Regions from separate parts of the Sus scrofa genome. Here all the other regions are linked to region 5. The links are chromatin contacts, called in public HiChIP or PLAC-seq and promoter capture Hi-C maps. All regions are on one chromosome and are shown on one strand. Each heading gives the region's core, a stretch centred on a gene start, on an enhancer-like site or on the middle of the called end of the contact. The rest is flanking DNA. Distances are from core to core; before and after follow the strand shown. Region 1 overlaps SIK3 (serine/threonine-protein kinase SIK3). Region 2 overlaps SIK3 (serine/threonine-protein kinase SIK3). Region 3 holds the start of APOA1 (apolipoprotein A1). Region 4 overlaps SIK3 (serine/threonine-protein kinase SIK3). Region 5 holds the start of SIK3 (serine/threonine-protein kinase SIK3).

What was found. Promoter capture Hi-C pulls out the DNA fragments that hold promoters and counts their contacts. HiChIP or PLAC-seq counts read pairs in DNA pulled down with a chosen protein or histone mark.
Region 1: a contact with region 5 is called in an H3K27ac HiChIP or PLAC-seq map of alveolar macrophages. The contact joins the enhancer-like site here to the promoter of SIK3 in region 5. A contact is called at or near these places in 3 of 5 promoter capture datasets (fetal liver, liver and skeletal muscle), 6 of 47 Hi-C or Micro-C datasets (embryonic fibroblasts, fibroblasts, skeletal muscle and 1 more) and 2 of 2 datasets of contacts at active chromatin or transcription factors (alveolar macrophages and skeletal muscle).
Region 2: an H3K27ac HiChIP or PLAC-seq map of alveolar macrophages shows a contact between it and region 5. The contact joins the enhancer-like site here to the promoter of SIK3 in region 5. A contact is called at or near these places in 1 of 5 promoter capture datasets (fetal skeletal muscle), 6 of 47 Hi-C or Micro-C datasets (embryonic fibroblasts, fibroblasts, skeletal muscle and 1 more) and 2 of 2 datasets of contacts at active chromatin or transcription factors (alveolar macrophages and skeletal muscle).
Region 3: a promoter capture Hi-C map of fetal liver shows a contact between it and region 5, with 4 times the contacts expected there. The contact joins the promoter of APOA1 here to the promoter of SIK3 in region 5. A contact is called at or near these places in 3 of 5 promoter capture datasets (fetal liver, fetal skeletal muscle and liver), 2 of 47 Hi-C or Micro-C datasets (heart right ventricle and liver) and 2 of 2 datasets of contacts at active chromatin or transcription factors (alveolar macrophages and skeletal muscle).
Region 4: an H3K27ac HiChIP or PLAC-seq map of skeletal muscle shows a contact between it and region 5. The contact joins the enhancer-like site here to the promoter of SIK3 in region 5. A contact is called at or near these places in 5 of 5 promoter capture datasets (fetal liver, fetal skeletal muscle, liver and 1 more), 27 of 47 Hi-C or Micro-C datasets (adipose tissue, alveolar macrophages, blood and 15 more) and 2 of 2 datasets of contacts at active chromatin or transcription factors (alveolar macrophages and skeletal muscle).

The regions. Positions count from the first base shown.
Region 1 is chr9:44,303,168-44,305,867 of Sscrofa11.1, reverse strand. All of the region lies in intron 4 of SIK3 (serine/threonine-protein kinase SIK3), which reads left to right. Among named protein-coding and RNA genes, the nearest start is that of APOA1, 86 kb to the right of the region's middle. Within about 2 kb of position 1,362, at least 8 of the 83 cell types and tissues checked have an H3K27ac peak or open chromatin away from gene starts, as enhancers often do. A contact at or near this core is called in alveolar macrophages and embryonic fibroblasts, where this site is marked.
Region 2 is chr9:44,279,420-44,282,119 of Sscrofa11.1, reverse strand. The region is part of intron 5 of SIK3 (serine/threonine-protein kinase SIK3); the gene reads left to right. Among named protein-coding and RNA genes, the nearest start is that of APOA1, 62 kb to the right of the region's middle. Within about 2 kb of position 1,304, at least 11 of the 83 cell types and tissues checked have an H3K27ac peak or open chromatin away from gene starts, as enhancers often do. A contact at or near this core is called in alveolar macrophages, where this site is marked.
Region 3 is chr9:44,217,037-44,219,736 of Sscrofa11.1, reverse strand. APOA1 (apolipoprotein A1) reads left to right here and starts at 1,377. Exons shown (of 4, transcript NM_214398.1): 1 at 1,377-1,397; 2 at 1,567-1,629; 3 at 1,811-1,964; 4 at 2,604-2,700. The coding sequence starts at 1,587.
Region 4 is chr9:44,259,109-44,261,808 of Sscrofa11.1, reverse strand. The region is part of intron 7 of SIK3 (serine/threonine-protein kinase SIK3); the gene reads left to right. Among named protein-coding and RNA genes, the nearest start is that of APOA1, 42 kb to the right of the region's middle. Within about 2 kb of position 1,293, at least 7 of the 83 cell types and tissues checked have an H3K27ac peak or open chromatin away from gene starts, as enhancers often do. A contact at or near this core is called in fetal skeletal muscle and skeletal muscle, where this site is marked.
Region 5 is chr9:44,470,386-44,473,085 of Sscrofa11.1, reverse strand. SIK3 (serine/threonine-protein kinase SIK3) reads left to right here and starts at 1,397. Exons shown (of 25, transcript XM_021062877.1): 1 at 1,397-1,669. The coding sequence starts at 1,397.

The DNA of each region.
Region 1 (2,700 bases), core at 113-2,612, 170 kb after region 5:
CCCCCCCTCCCCCCACCAGGCACCTAGAGCACGTGGAAATTCCCAGGCCCTGGATCAAAGCTACACCACAGCAGTGACCTGAGCTGCTGCAGCGACAATGCCAGATCCTTAACCTGCTGCACCACAAGGGAACTCCATAAAGTACTCTTGTATGTAGTAAAGAGGCAATGGAATAGAAATAGTTCTAGTTTAAAGCTTTTAGAACTGGAGTTCGTCTTGTGGCTCAGTGGTTAACAAATCTGACTAGGAACCATGAAGTTGCGGGTTCGATCCCTGGCCTTGCTCAGTGGGTTAAGGATCCGGCGTTGCCATGAGCTGTGTTGGAGGTTACAGCCATGTTGCTGTGGCTGTGGCTGTGGCTGGCAGCTACACTTCCGACTAGACCTCTAGCGTGGGAATCTCCATATGCTGTGGGTGAGACCCTAGAAAAGACAGAAAGACAAAAGCAAAAAACAAAAAACCTTTAGAACTAAAGCATGTCTTGTGACTGTGCTTTGCAAAGAATTGTGTTTTCTCACAACTCTGAAGGAAAAAGTAATTTTTGGGTTAGACGGAAACACATATAGTGTGTGTGTTTTGTTTTTATGCCTGCAAGAATACTCAGTAGTAACTCCAAATAGTGGTAGGTCCACAGATCTACACATGTGATAAAAAGAAGAGTACACACACACACACACACACACACACACACACACACACACAACCTGTGTCAAACTCTGGGTTTTGATATTCTGTAATTATGTCAGATTTAACCACTGGGGGGAACTGGATGAATGGTACATGGGGTCTCTCTGTACTATCTTTGCAACTTTCTGTGAATTTGTAATTATTTCAAAATAAAAAGTAAAACGAAAAAGAATAATTACTCTGGCTGTCATCTTGAGAGTAGATCGCAGTGGGCCAAGGGCAGAATCTATGAGGCTGGTAAGGAGTAATAATCTGAGGGTACTGCAATGATCCAGGACGGAGAGAATGGCCATTGGGCTAGGTTGGTGGCACTAGAGTGGGATGGGAAGATGTGTGAGGAATGGTTGAATTCTGGATATATTTTAGCAGCAGAGTTTATAAAATCTGCTGCTGGCTCGGATTTGAGGTGTTGGGGAAAGTGAATGAAAAATGACAGCAAGGTTTTTGGCCTGGACCACAGGAAGGATAAAGGAAAGCAATTGTAATAAGAAGCAGCAACAAATAAAGAAGCCTGGTATGAGGTAGTTGGCAAGAATAACAAAATAAAAAGCCCTCTTCCTCTGGTCACTGGCAGCTTGGGGCCCCTGAAAGTTAGGGGCAGTGTGATGTTAAAGTGAGTGCACTCTTGTTAACCTGTTCCCAGGCAGCTGAGTTATCTTGGCCTCACCCTGGCTTTTTTGGAAAGAAGCATTTGTTTGATAAACAGGAAGTCGTTTCCATGGGTGTAGAAAGAAGAAATGATAGAATTGAGTGGCAAAGCAAAGAACTGCTAGCGGTGGTTAGCTTGGAATTGGCAGAAATGTTTTCAGGTAGCCACCTAAGCTTAGCACACAAGCTGCCTTTTCCCCATTCTAGCCTGGGTTCTCTCTTCATCATGAAAAATGAAAAGTTTCTGCCCTGTTGCTTGACCCGCTGTCAGGGTATGTTCATTTTCAGCTAGTGTTTTGGATCAGTTATGAGTCGTAGACTTAGCAGACAAATGGAGGCACTGTCTGTTTATAGTGGAAAAGTGACTTATTTTAAGAAATGTTGGCTCCCCACCACTACCCCATTAGTGGCATGCCTCTGACACACCAGTGAAGCTGGTCTAGGGAAGTTAAGACTGCCTTATGTGTATTTTTGCTCTTTGAAAGGTTAGCATCTAAATGTACCACAAGATATTTCTTTTTGAGTCAGATTGAGACGAAATTACAAACAGTGAATTCTGAAGCTAACTTTATAAATGTCGATGCTCTGATACGTGTGAAACTTCAGAATTCATGCCCTCCACTCTAATGACATACTCCTTATGAGGTGTATAAATCCCTTAGTGTCAATACTTTTTATTTTGTGAGGAAGAGTGGATAAAAAAAAGATTTAGAAATCCAGTGCCAAGTGATTTATGGCGATTGAAAAGTGAGAAAGAGAACTTAAGAATCCTTACTCTTTTTTTTTTTTTTTTTTTTTTTTTTTTTGCCTTTTAAGGCCGAACCTGAGGCATATGGAGGTTCTCAGGCTAGGGGTTGAATCAGAGCTACAGCTGCGGCCTACACCACAACCACAGCCATAGCAATGCAGGATCCGAGCCATGTCTTCGACCTATACCACAGCTCACGGCAACACCAGATCCCCAACCCAGTGAGCCTGAGCCAGGCCAGGAATAGAACCCCTCATGGTTTCAGGTCGGATTTTTGTGCTGCGCCCTGACAGGAACTCCAAGACTCCAAGACTCCTTACTCTTGATAAGAGCTTGAAAACAGGAGAACCATTTTCACCTTTTAATTGAGAGTCACCTCATCCTAGACTGGGTTGAAATGATTAAAGTCGTGATAGGGGAAAACCAGATTTGCCCCAGAGGTAGAGTGACAGCTAAATAGCTAAGTAGTTAATTGGTGGTGAGAGGAGATTGACTGTGATGGGTTGAAGATTGTCTAGACAGTCTAGGGGTGGGGTCGGGGCAGGAATCTCGGAAGCCAGGGTGGTGGCTATAGATTGGGATCTTTGGGTTTGGAGATGTGGAGGGCACCTCGCCCA
Region 2 (2,700 bases), core at 55-2,554, 190 kb after region 5:
TCCATATGCCTCTGGTACGGCCTTAGAAAGACAAAACAAACAAACAAGCAAACAAAAAAACCCCACCAAATCAGAATACCCCAGAATAACTCACTCTTCACTTTGCTATCCAATCATACTAATGTCAGAGTTATTACAAACTCTACCAGCAAGTCTCTTCCTCAATGTGCAGAGGAAGGGCAGTCCTGGAAAAGGACTTGGGGGAGGTCTTTGCTAATCAATGAAAAGATGTTTTCCCAAAGATATATGTTCTGTTAAATCTCATTCATTGACATTTTTGGCAACCTGTCTCCAATCTCTTAAGAAAAACATGTTTTAGTGTGCATGTAGACTTCAGTGTATAAATTTATTGGGTTTCAAAAGCTGTAGGTTCATTGGCAGGGCTTTAATTGCAGTTGCATTCATAGTCCACATTTGCTAAGTACCTACTGTGTTTAAACAATATGCTGGGTAATGTGAGAGTCAGAGATGAAAAAGGTTTTTTTAAAGAGCTGGACCAAGAGGAGGTAGATCTCTACCCGGAGAGACAGGATGTTCTTAAGGAGTTAGAAGAGTAGGATGTTTATATACAAAAATAACCAAAATAAAGGAAGAATTCAAATAAGGAAGTGCAGAGAAGGTAGAGGACATTTCTCATAGGAGATCCGGGACGACTTGACAGAAGAGGCATTTATTTTGCATTGATAAATGAGTGTTTGATTTCTCATTGAAGTAGCTGTAATGATTCTAATGGTGGCCCTGACCTTTAACCCCCTCCTGATCATTAAGTGTTTTAAAACCTTAGGAGGGCTGGCTGGGAGGTAGTGGCTCTAGTAGCTGGCCAGCTGCCAGTCAGTATGAAAATGCTTCAGTGGCCAGGAGGTGACAAGAGGTTTGGCCCAGTGATTTTATTGCATTTTTATTGCAGTTTAACTTTGTGACCCTTTCTTGAGTCCCTGCTATGTATGAACACACTGTGTGGAGACTAAGAAATAAAACAATATCCTTCCCATTTACCAACTAGTTTAGGATATAAACACATAATACAACTCAGTATAATATGAGACAGAGTTGTAATTGGGCTGTAGAGGTACAAACAGGGGGCAATGGAAGCATAGAGGAAGAAGCCACTGACATGGTATTTTGTGGTGGAAGTCAGTTAAGGCTTCATACAGGAAGTAATATTTGACGGGGCCTTGAAAATGAGTGATATTTCAAATATGGAAAGGAAAGGAAAGGGCAAAGAGGAAATAGCATAAGAGAGGCACATAAACACAGGATGTGAATCGTCTGGTGATGCTGGAATAGCCAGGGATGGGTTGGAAAGAGGGTGGAGCTGGGTTGTGAAGGACCTTAAATGACAATTATGAGAGAGCTAGACTCTTTTGTAAGTAGAGGGGAGCCACCCAATGTCTTTGAGCAAGGAGGCGGCGCAGTGCTGTTTGTGTCACTGTGCTGTGTGAATGACTTAGAGGGAAATGAAGGAGGAGGAGGTAGCAAGCCAAGAGCAACACTCTGGGTCAGAGATAAAAAGAGTATGAACTGAGATGGTGGGAATGGAAATGGAAAGGAGGAGCTGGGGTCCAGACACACAGGGTAGAAGCAGCAGAAGTTGTATCGCCAGTTTGAAGTGGAAATGAGAGGTAGAGGGGAGCCAGGACTCTAGTGAGCCTAGTGATGGGATAGTGATGCCGTTAATGAGCCTGGGAACATCGCTGAAAGAGCAGATTTGATTTTGGAAAATGGCGAGTTTAAGATGTTTCTTCCCAGGTAGGTATTGGAAGTTCACGTCAGGAACTTAAGAATGGTGCCAGGGCCAGAGGCATAAATTTGGTGAGTGATAACCAAACAAACCAGGGCAAGGAGCAATAGTCAAAATCAGCACAAGCCTCACTAGAAAACACCTTCTGGAGAAGGTAGGAAGAAAAGCAAAGGCCAAAGGAGGCAGAAGTGTCAAAGAGAGTAAAACTAGGAAAGGGAGGGTAGTTTCCGAGAGTAGAGAGGTGGCGTCCTCAGGTGCTGGGAGTGTGGGCACAGATGGGCCCGGGCCCGGAGGGAGTTCCAGCCTGTCATACCTGTGCATAAATATAAATATTTATGTGCATAAAAGTATAAGTCAGTGAGCCCCTGTCCTTTGGCTGCTCTTGCTTGTTTTCTCAGTATGCCTCCCCAAAACACACCCGCTTCCATCTCCCATCTCTTTTCTTTTCAGATAGTGGCATGGGGAGAAGTGAAGGGGGGAAGTTGAAGCACAAAAGGAGTTAAAGATAAAATGTAAACGTTCTTGGTTCAGTTGTAAATAAAGTGCATGTTCCTTATTTTGAATAAACCTCCTTAATAATAAGGCCACTTTGTGTAATATTTAAGGTCAGTATATCTCTAGTCATAAGAAGTCATAAGTCGGTATATCTCTAGTCTCTGAAAATCCTGGGTCCAGTGGAGTAGACTTAATATGTGTTTACTGATCTGCTGTGGTCTTGATATCAGTCATTACTCAATTTTATTTTTGTTACTAAAGGAACAAATACCACTCACCTCACTCAGTCCAGGTTCATGAAGGGAAACAGTGCTGGTTTTGCTGACATAAACCAATTATGTTTACTTTTAGTTAACCATGCATGTATCTTTTGCGTTCTAGCCCATCTTTATCTCTATTTCACTGTTATTTTAGGTGGCTGGTTATATAATTTCTAAAGGTTCTCTTTTTATGTTTTATATTCA
Region 3 (2,700 bases), core at 128-2,627, 250 kb after region 5:
TGGCTCCTCAGTCCAGAGACCTGGGTCCTCAGTCCAGCCCTTCCTCCAGCTCCCTGCAAGACCAGGGACACTGGGCAGATCCTCCACTCTTCAGGGTCCTCGTCTGAGGATGGCGGGCAGGGGAGAGCCCAGGGGCAGATCTCAGAGTTCTCTCCTTGCACATTCCCAGCTTCTATGCCCCAGGCCCTTTTGGGGACCTGGCATCCGGGATTTCAGGCCTTCCAAGGAGAAACTTTACAAAATGGCTCTGCAAACAAACACCCACAAACACACAGCACTGCTTTACAGGATTTCCCTGGGTCCATCCTCCAGCAGCACTCGTTTTTGTCTTCATTTTACTGACAAGAAACCAAGGCTCAGATGACATAACTGGCTCCCGAACCTCCTTCAGGATTTTGCAAGTTGAAGACAAAAATGAAATGAGAAACCAGGCCCTTGCCACCAGCAGTCCAGAGGCCTTTCCCTAAGGCTGGTGTCCATTCTCATTGGTGTGGGATCCAATATCGAGATGAACAAGGCAAGATCTATGCATGCCATTTAAGGGACTGTCCTTTATTCTGAGATTATACCCTGTTTTAGTGTTTAAAAAAATCTTTTTTAAATTTTAATTGTTTTGGAGGAAAAAAAAAAAAAAAGCCTGTTCTTTTTTTGAAGTGCTGGTCACAATAGACGGTAGGGTTTGGATCCGGTCAGGGGCGATGGTGGGTAAGATTTTTAACATGACAAAACGAAACGTCGGCAGCTGTGTGTTGGGCTCTAGAATTTGTCTGGAAACGTTCGAGGACTCAGACGTCTCAAAGCCTGGGAGCTACTGAGCGCTCTCCCCTGCGCTCAGGGATCCAGGAAGGAGGTCGAGGGCCTGGGAGGAGGTGGGGACGGGAGCTGGGACAGCACTGGTGAGAGGACCGACTGCCGCTGTGTGAGATGGGGGCAGGGTGGGGGTGAGATAATCTCCCTGGAATGCGAGGGGACCGCAGGGGAGGACATGGCCTGAGCCGAGGAGTCCCGGCCATCCCTGGCAGCTCGTGCGTTTTTCTTCCTTCCTGCCTCTCGCCTGCTGCGCTGGCACAATGGACAATGGCGGGAACACAGCCACCACCGAGAAGGGGCCAGCTGACCCCGACTCTGGGGACCTGCAAGCCCGCACCCACCCCCTCCCACCCCCGCCTGAACCCTTGATCCCTGGCCCTGCAGCCCCCACAGCTTCCTGTTTGCCCGATGTATTTGCCCGGCCCCAGGGACAAAGCTGATCCTTGAACTCTAAGTTCCACATCTCCAGGACCAGTGAGCGGCGGCAAGGCCTGGGCTGGGCTTATCAGCCTCCCAGCCCAGCCCCTGCTTGGCAGCATAAATAGGCTGGAGGAGACCGGGCGGTCAGAGACCGCTGGCGCATCGAGGTGAGTGCTGCTACTTGCTCAGGTTACCCTGGCTTCCCCCAGCTCTAGGCACTGGAAGCTCAGGCCCTGGGATCCCAGCTCCAGCCTCTGCCCTGGGGCACTGGACCCCTGGCCCTCTCCCTCTCTGTGCCCCGCCTCCTGCACTCAGCCGGCCCCTCTTCTCCTCCAGGTCACCCACGTCCCTTCAGGATGAAAGCCGTGGTGCTGACCTTGGCTGTGCTCTTCCTCACAGGTAGGTGCCCCCAACCTAGGGAGCCAACCTTCGGGGGTGTCTTCTGCCTGAACCCCTGCAGTCCACCCTCCTGAGCATGGGGAGCAGAATTTCTCCCTCCTGCCCTTCTCCGCTGCCTGGCATTTCAGCTCAGATCCTGACCCGGAGCTGGCCTGATCTGGGTCTTCCCTCCCACCCCCAGGGAGCCAGGCTCGGCATTTCTGGCAGCAAGATGACCCGCAGTCACCCTGGGATCGGGTGAAGGATTTTGCCACCGTGTATGTGGATGCGATCAAAGACAGTGGCAGAGATTATGTGGCCCAGTTTGAAGCCTCCGCTTTGGGAAAACACCTCAAGTAAGGACCCTGGGGCCTAGGGCAGAGGTAGGGGGTACCGGTGCTGGGGATGGGGTGGAGAGGCCTGTGGGAAGAAGCAGCCAGATTGGCCGAATCCCCACCTGCTATTTGATGGGCCCCATAGAAGACCTGGATGGAAGAGAGGAGTGGGCTCCCCATGCAGGGTCACCTCCGCTTAGCAGGGCTGCCCAGTCAGTATCTACAGCACCTCACTCTGCCTGCAGGTGCAATGGGTCCATTCGTCCTAACTTCCCTCCTCTGCTCCTGCCAGTAGCAGGGACAGCTGTCTTCAGAGAGGAGAATGGGCTGGAAGGGTAGAGACCAGGTCCTTAAAAGGACTGGCTTCAGGGACAGACAGGACTGGGCACCAAACGCAGCTCCTCGGTCTATCTGGTCGATGGGGTGCAGTGTGGTGGCGGGGTGTGTGTGTGTGTGTGTGTGTGTGTGTGTGCGCTCGCGCGCGTGCACAATGATGGAGAGAAGCTAGGCTGAGGGTCTGGCCCCAGCAACCACACTTTCAGGGGCACATGTGCCCGGTCCCACCCCAGCCAAGCTGGGGTGCTGGGTTGCAGCTCCAGAGGTGTCCACGGTGCCACCCGGGAGGCCTGCCCTGAGCCCTCCTCTCTCTCTTCCCTTTAGCCTGAAACTCCTGGACAACTGGGACAGCCTGGGCAGCACGTTCACCAAAGTGCGTGAGCAGCTGGGCCCAGTGACCCAGGAGTTCTGGGACAACCTG
Region 4 (2,700 bases), core at 44-2,543, 210 kb after region 5:
CTTCGGTTAACTATGTTGGGTGAGTTTGAAGTTGGATATTAACTCCCTTTCCTCATCCTTTATTTCTTCCCCTTTAGGCTGAATACTTTCAGCCTCTTAGAGAAAGCTGTTTATTATCAAGGTCAAAAAAGAAAAAGATGTTAAAGATGTAGCCTCAGATGGAATTACAACTTGAGATGGCGGTCTAAACTTAATTCCCATTTTAGGACCCTGCCCATACAGCAGCCCTCTCTCCAGAAGTCATCCAAATGCCTGTCAGCACCACAAGGCAGGGCCTGAGCTGCGCATCCTCCAGTCACTGATCTGATGGCATCAAGTTTCATGGGCCCACAGTGATTTTCTCTGCAGAGGCTGCCTGGCGCCTGCACAGAGCAGATGAGAGCAGCTCTGAAGGGAGCCCCCCCCCCCCCAACTCCCCTCCCCTCTGCACACACACAGCCTGGGTTCCTGCGCTGCCCAGAAGCTCCAGTTCTGTTCAGAGTCAAAGGCTCTGTCTTTGAGAGGGAGCAACTGATGGGGCCATTTTTGACATTGGAGTTCATTTTGGCATCTGGGAAAGTTGATGTTTTGTACTGTTTGATCCAAGACTTCATTTTCTTTCCACTTATTTATACTGACCATCCAGTGGTTGATTGTGTTATTAGGTTTGAGAGCATTTATTCCCTTTGTTTTCTCCCTCTTTCCATATTTTACATAGAATGGTATGTTCCAGTCTAGTTTGAATATAATTTCCAGAGCTATATATGACACTTAGGAAACAGAAGTTGATAATAATACCCCAGCTTTCCGCATTTTGTCATATTTTACCATCTGTGCAACATATGAGGGTGTTAGATTTCTGTTCCTCCGTGAGCTGGATGTTATGTAGGGCACACAGATGAGAGCTCCTGTCTGTTAGGTGTTGCCACTGCAACCAAGAGTTCTCAGCGTGGGACCTGTGGACATCTGGGGCATCTCTGACAGGCTCTGGGGCTCCTTGAACAGACTAAAGTTATATGCAAATTTTTGTGTATAAGTTCTTGTTCACATTTTTCTGGAGATTTTTCAAGGCATCTGAAACCAAATAATGGTTAAGGGTGACTGAATAGAGCTTTCAAGATCCTAAAATTGAATCAAGTACATCTTCTAATCACAACTTATTATGGTGGTGTTATTTGTCGTTATTTTTACAAAAATACCTTGAAAATTTTATTTTAAAGCAAGGCTGTAACTGAATACCATTCTTTCTTGGTCATCTGATTCAGGACTGATGTGGCTACAGTTAGGCACAAAATGCTATATGGAAACCAAAAGAAAACAGTAGAGTGCCATCTAGAGGTCCTAACAATACCACAGCTTTGGAATCAGTCTCCGGCCTTCTCCCTATACGGGAGCCTTTAGTTTTTTTTAATTTTTTTTTTAATTTTTAAATAATGATTTTTATTTTTTCCATTATAGCTAGGAGCCTTTAGTTTTAGTAACTTTCTAAATCAAGGACATTTTTTTCCTCACAGGTAATTGCAGACCATAAAGGTGTATGGCAATGATATTTGTTATCCACACAAATGCTACAGTTGTGGGTTCTAGCCTTGCTACTCTGGAGACATAATTTGAATGAAAGCTTAATGTTGTAGATGGCATTTATTTTATAGGAATGTAGAAACTACAGGCTTCGGAGTCGATACCGCATTTGAATATGCTTTTTTTTTTTTTGGCTTTTTAGGGCTGCATGTGGTGGAGGGTCCCAGGCTAGGGGTTGAATTGAAGCTACAGCTGCCGGCCTACCCCATAGCCACAGCAACTTGGCATCTGAGCCACGTCTGTGACCTACACTGCAGCCATGGCAACGCAGGATCCTTCACCCACTGAGCAAGGCCAGGGACCGAACCTGGGTCCTTATGGATGCTAGTCAGATTTGTTTCCACTGAGCCTCAGGAACTCCCTGAATATGTTTTTTTTTTTGTTTTTTTTTTTTGTTTTTTTTGTTTTTTTTGTTTTTTTTTTGGCCATGCCTGCAGCATGCACAAGTTCCCAGGCCAGGGATGGAACCTGAGCCACAGCAGTGACAATGCCAAATCTTTAACCACTAGGTCACCAGTGAACTCTTGGATACACTTTTAGTCACAAAGCAATAACAAATGAATGCCTGCTATAAAATATTTTGGTAGAGGAACTTTGATGTATGGAACTTTGATGTATTTTCTTTTAAAATCAGAGTAAATTAAAAATTGAGTAATTTTTCTTCATTTCTCTTAGTATGCCTTTCAAGATGATGATATAGAATGGTGTGTACCAAATGGTGCTGAAATCGTGGGGTCGCAAAGTTGAGTTTACTCTGGAAAAATAGATCCAACAATTCATATCCACATGAAGCCAAATAAGGGGAAGTCATATCCGGGCTCTGCTGCTCCTTGGTGTTGGTTCCTTAGCCAACTCGTTCCTTCTTTTCTAGACTGGGCTGATAACAGGATCTAGTATAGGGTTGTCATGAAGATTAAATTAAATAAAGTCAGTAAGCGCAGGGCCTTGTGTGTAAAGTCTTTTAACGCATTAAAGTCTCTTTAATTTATTATTGTTATTGTTATTATCACTGACCAGTTTTATTTTCAGGATAGCTGTAGTGAAATAGAAATGGACCATTTTGTATCTCATAGAGAATTTTAGTTTTAAAAAAGTATTTCCACAAATACAGTCTCATTGAGTTTCAGTAAATATTTATTC
Region 5 (2,700 bases), core at 148-2,647:
TAAATATCTTTGGTTCAGAGAAAGTAAATAGGCGCTCTGCTTCTCACACATTCACAGGGTCCTGGGTGTCAGCTTTTAATAGCGTACAGGCAGTGACCTGACAACACACTTTTGCCTTTGAGAGAGACGCAGATGTGGAGGGATCAGGACTGGACTGAAGGAATACATTTTAACATTGGTGTTCATGGTCTCCCCACCCCCCAACCGTCAACCTGCCAAGACCACCTTGTTTTTGAAAGCTCAGTCTCCTACCCCTCCCGGGCCCCAACTGAAGCTGTTAAAGCCAATCTAGTTAATAAAGGGAGCCAGGAAGTGAGGGTATGGGGAACTTGGGAGCTAGTGAAAGCTCTGGAGGGAAACGGATAGAAGATAAAAGATGAGGGAAGAAAAACATATATGAGATTTACTGTTGGAATTATACATTTGATCACCTTTAACGTCCTTGGAGAGTCGCTAGTAAGGGTGAAATTTTAATTTTATTATTTACTTATTTATTTCGCCCAACAGACCGGATTGTCTTTAACCATGACGTGACTCACTGGACAATGCCACCACTGCTTCATCAGGGTTATACAAGTGACAGAAATAGGGCGCAGGCACTTTGACAGTCATCTAGCTATAGAATTGTTCAGAGACAGGGTGGGAGGAAGGAAAATGACCTCCCTGCTTGGGTCCTCACCCACCCAACGACTGGAATGCGTGTTTGGGCTGGTTTCTCCGCCCTTGAACACACAAATCCTAGTTTCCCAATTCCTCTCTATTCGGTGACAATTAGATTGGTTGTACTGGGTGAGCTGGGTTTTGTAAGAGGTAGGAATTTTACTGAAGAATTCCCCTGTCTCTACCGACTTGGGTACAGTTGCTTCAATACTGTAGCTATTCCTGCCTTTGGGGCCTCAAGGGCTAAAATGGGACAGTGCTAATATTTTTGGTGATGAGGAAATATTTTGTTTTAAGGAGGCTGAGTGATTGCTGAACTGGGACAGAGGTCATAGTCGGGGTCACATTAGCGGTTCCAGGGGGATCGAGGGCAGGCTTTGGGTCGGGCAAAAGCACCCCCTCAACTCGGGCAATGCTGCGGCGGCTTGGAACCCGCTGGCACACTTGCGGTGCCCACTGTCTCCTCCCGGGAGGGGGGCACCCGGGAGCCGGCGCCGGAGGAACCCGGCCCACGCGGGAAGGTCGAGCTCGCCGGTGAGGTCACGGTTGCCATGGCTCTGGGCAGTGACGCGCGTCGGCACGTGACCAACGGTTGCCATGGCGCCGGGCCCAGGCGGCGCGGGCGCTCCGCCTCCCGGAGTGACGTCCGCCGCTCCCCCTCCTTTTCCCGCCCCCCTGCTCCCTCCACCCCCCTCGCCGGCTACCCGCGGCCCCGGAGGTTTCACTGCACAACAAGATGGCGGCGGCGGCGGCGAGCGGAGCTGGCGGGGCTGCCGGGGCCGGAGCTGGGGGAGCCGGGCCAGCAGGTCGCCTGCTGCCTCCGCCCGCCCCGGGGCCCCCGGCCGCCCCCGCTGCAGTGCCCCCGGCGGCTGGCCCGCCGCGTCCTCCAGCCCCGGCCTCCCGCGGGCCGGTGCCTGCCCGCATCGGCTACTACGAGATCGACCGCACCATCGGCAAGGGCAACTTCGCTGTGGTCAAGAGGGCCACGCACCTCGTCACCAAGGCCAAGGTAGTGGCGCTGGGGGGACCGGGCGGCGGGGAAGCTGCGCGGCCCGGGACCGTCCAAGTGTGGCGGGGGCAGGAGAGCCCCGCGACACGGAGGCTGAGGGGTCGGCGCGGCGAGCGGGGCTCTGGAAATTGGAGAGCGTTGGGGACCGGGAAAACGGGTAGGGGGCTGCCGGGCGGGAGTGAGGAGAGGGCGAGCAGAAGGTGGGGGACACCGGGGTACCCAGGAGAGGGTAACTGCACGGCAAGGGGACGCAGGGAGCCAGTGATCACGGGGACCTGGGGAACTAGGGAGCCGGGGTTGGGGAGGGGGCTCCGAGAGCTGTACGGAGGATAGTAGAAGGGATGATTGGAAGGAAGAGGTTTGGAACTCTCCCGGAGCCTGGAGACAGTAAGCTAAGAAGACTCTGGAACCAGCAATTAGGAAATCCTAAGGGAATGAAGGCAGGGGAATAGGAAATGTGGACCAAGAGATGGGGGAAAACAAGGGTAAAACTGGCAGACGTGGGATGACGAGGGGGACCCACGATGGCTGGGACATATACTGGGGGTATGTGGTGGGCGCAGGGGGGGGGCGCTGGGAGATATGAGGGACCTGGTACCTTATGACAGAGGCAACAGTCAGCATTTGGTCGTCCAAGACTGATAGGTGGTGGGAATGAGGGTCTGAGGACAGATAAGATTATTGGAGGAGGAGATGAAAAAAACTGGGAAATAAGGAGGAAAAAATTACTTTGCTTTTCCACAGGAAGGGGATCAGGGAACAGAGGCGGTGGTGGCGGTGTGTCCTAGGTTTATGGTGGCACTAGGTATTTAGGGGTTAAACAATTTGGGAACGCTGGATTGCTGGTTATATTTAGTTGTTGGAGGGTCCCGGATTGTGAGCTTTATAGAACCCAGGGAGGGCTCTGAGTGATGAGGGGAAAGGCTGGTGACTGAGGAGGTGTATGAGGAACCCACTCATTGGGCCCTTTGGTTCCCAAGGGATTTGTGGGGCTGTAGTGGTGAAGTTGGCCAAGGTCAATTAGGAAGCCA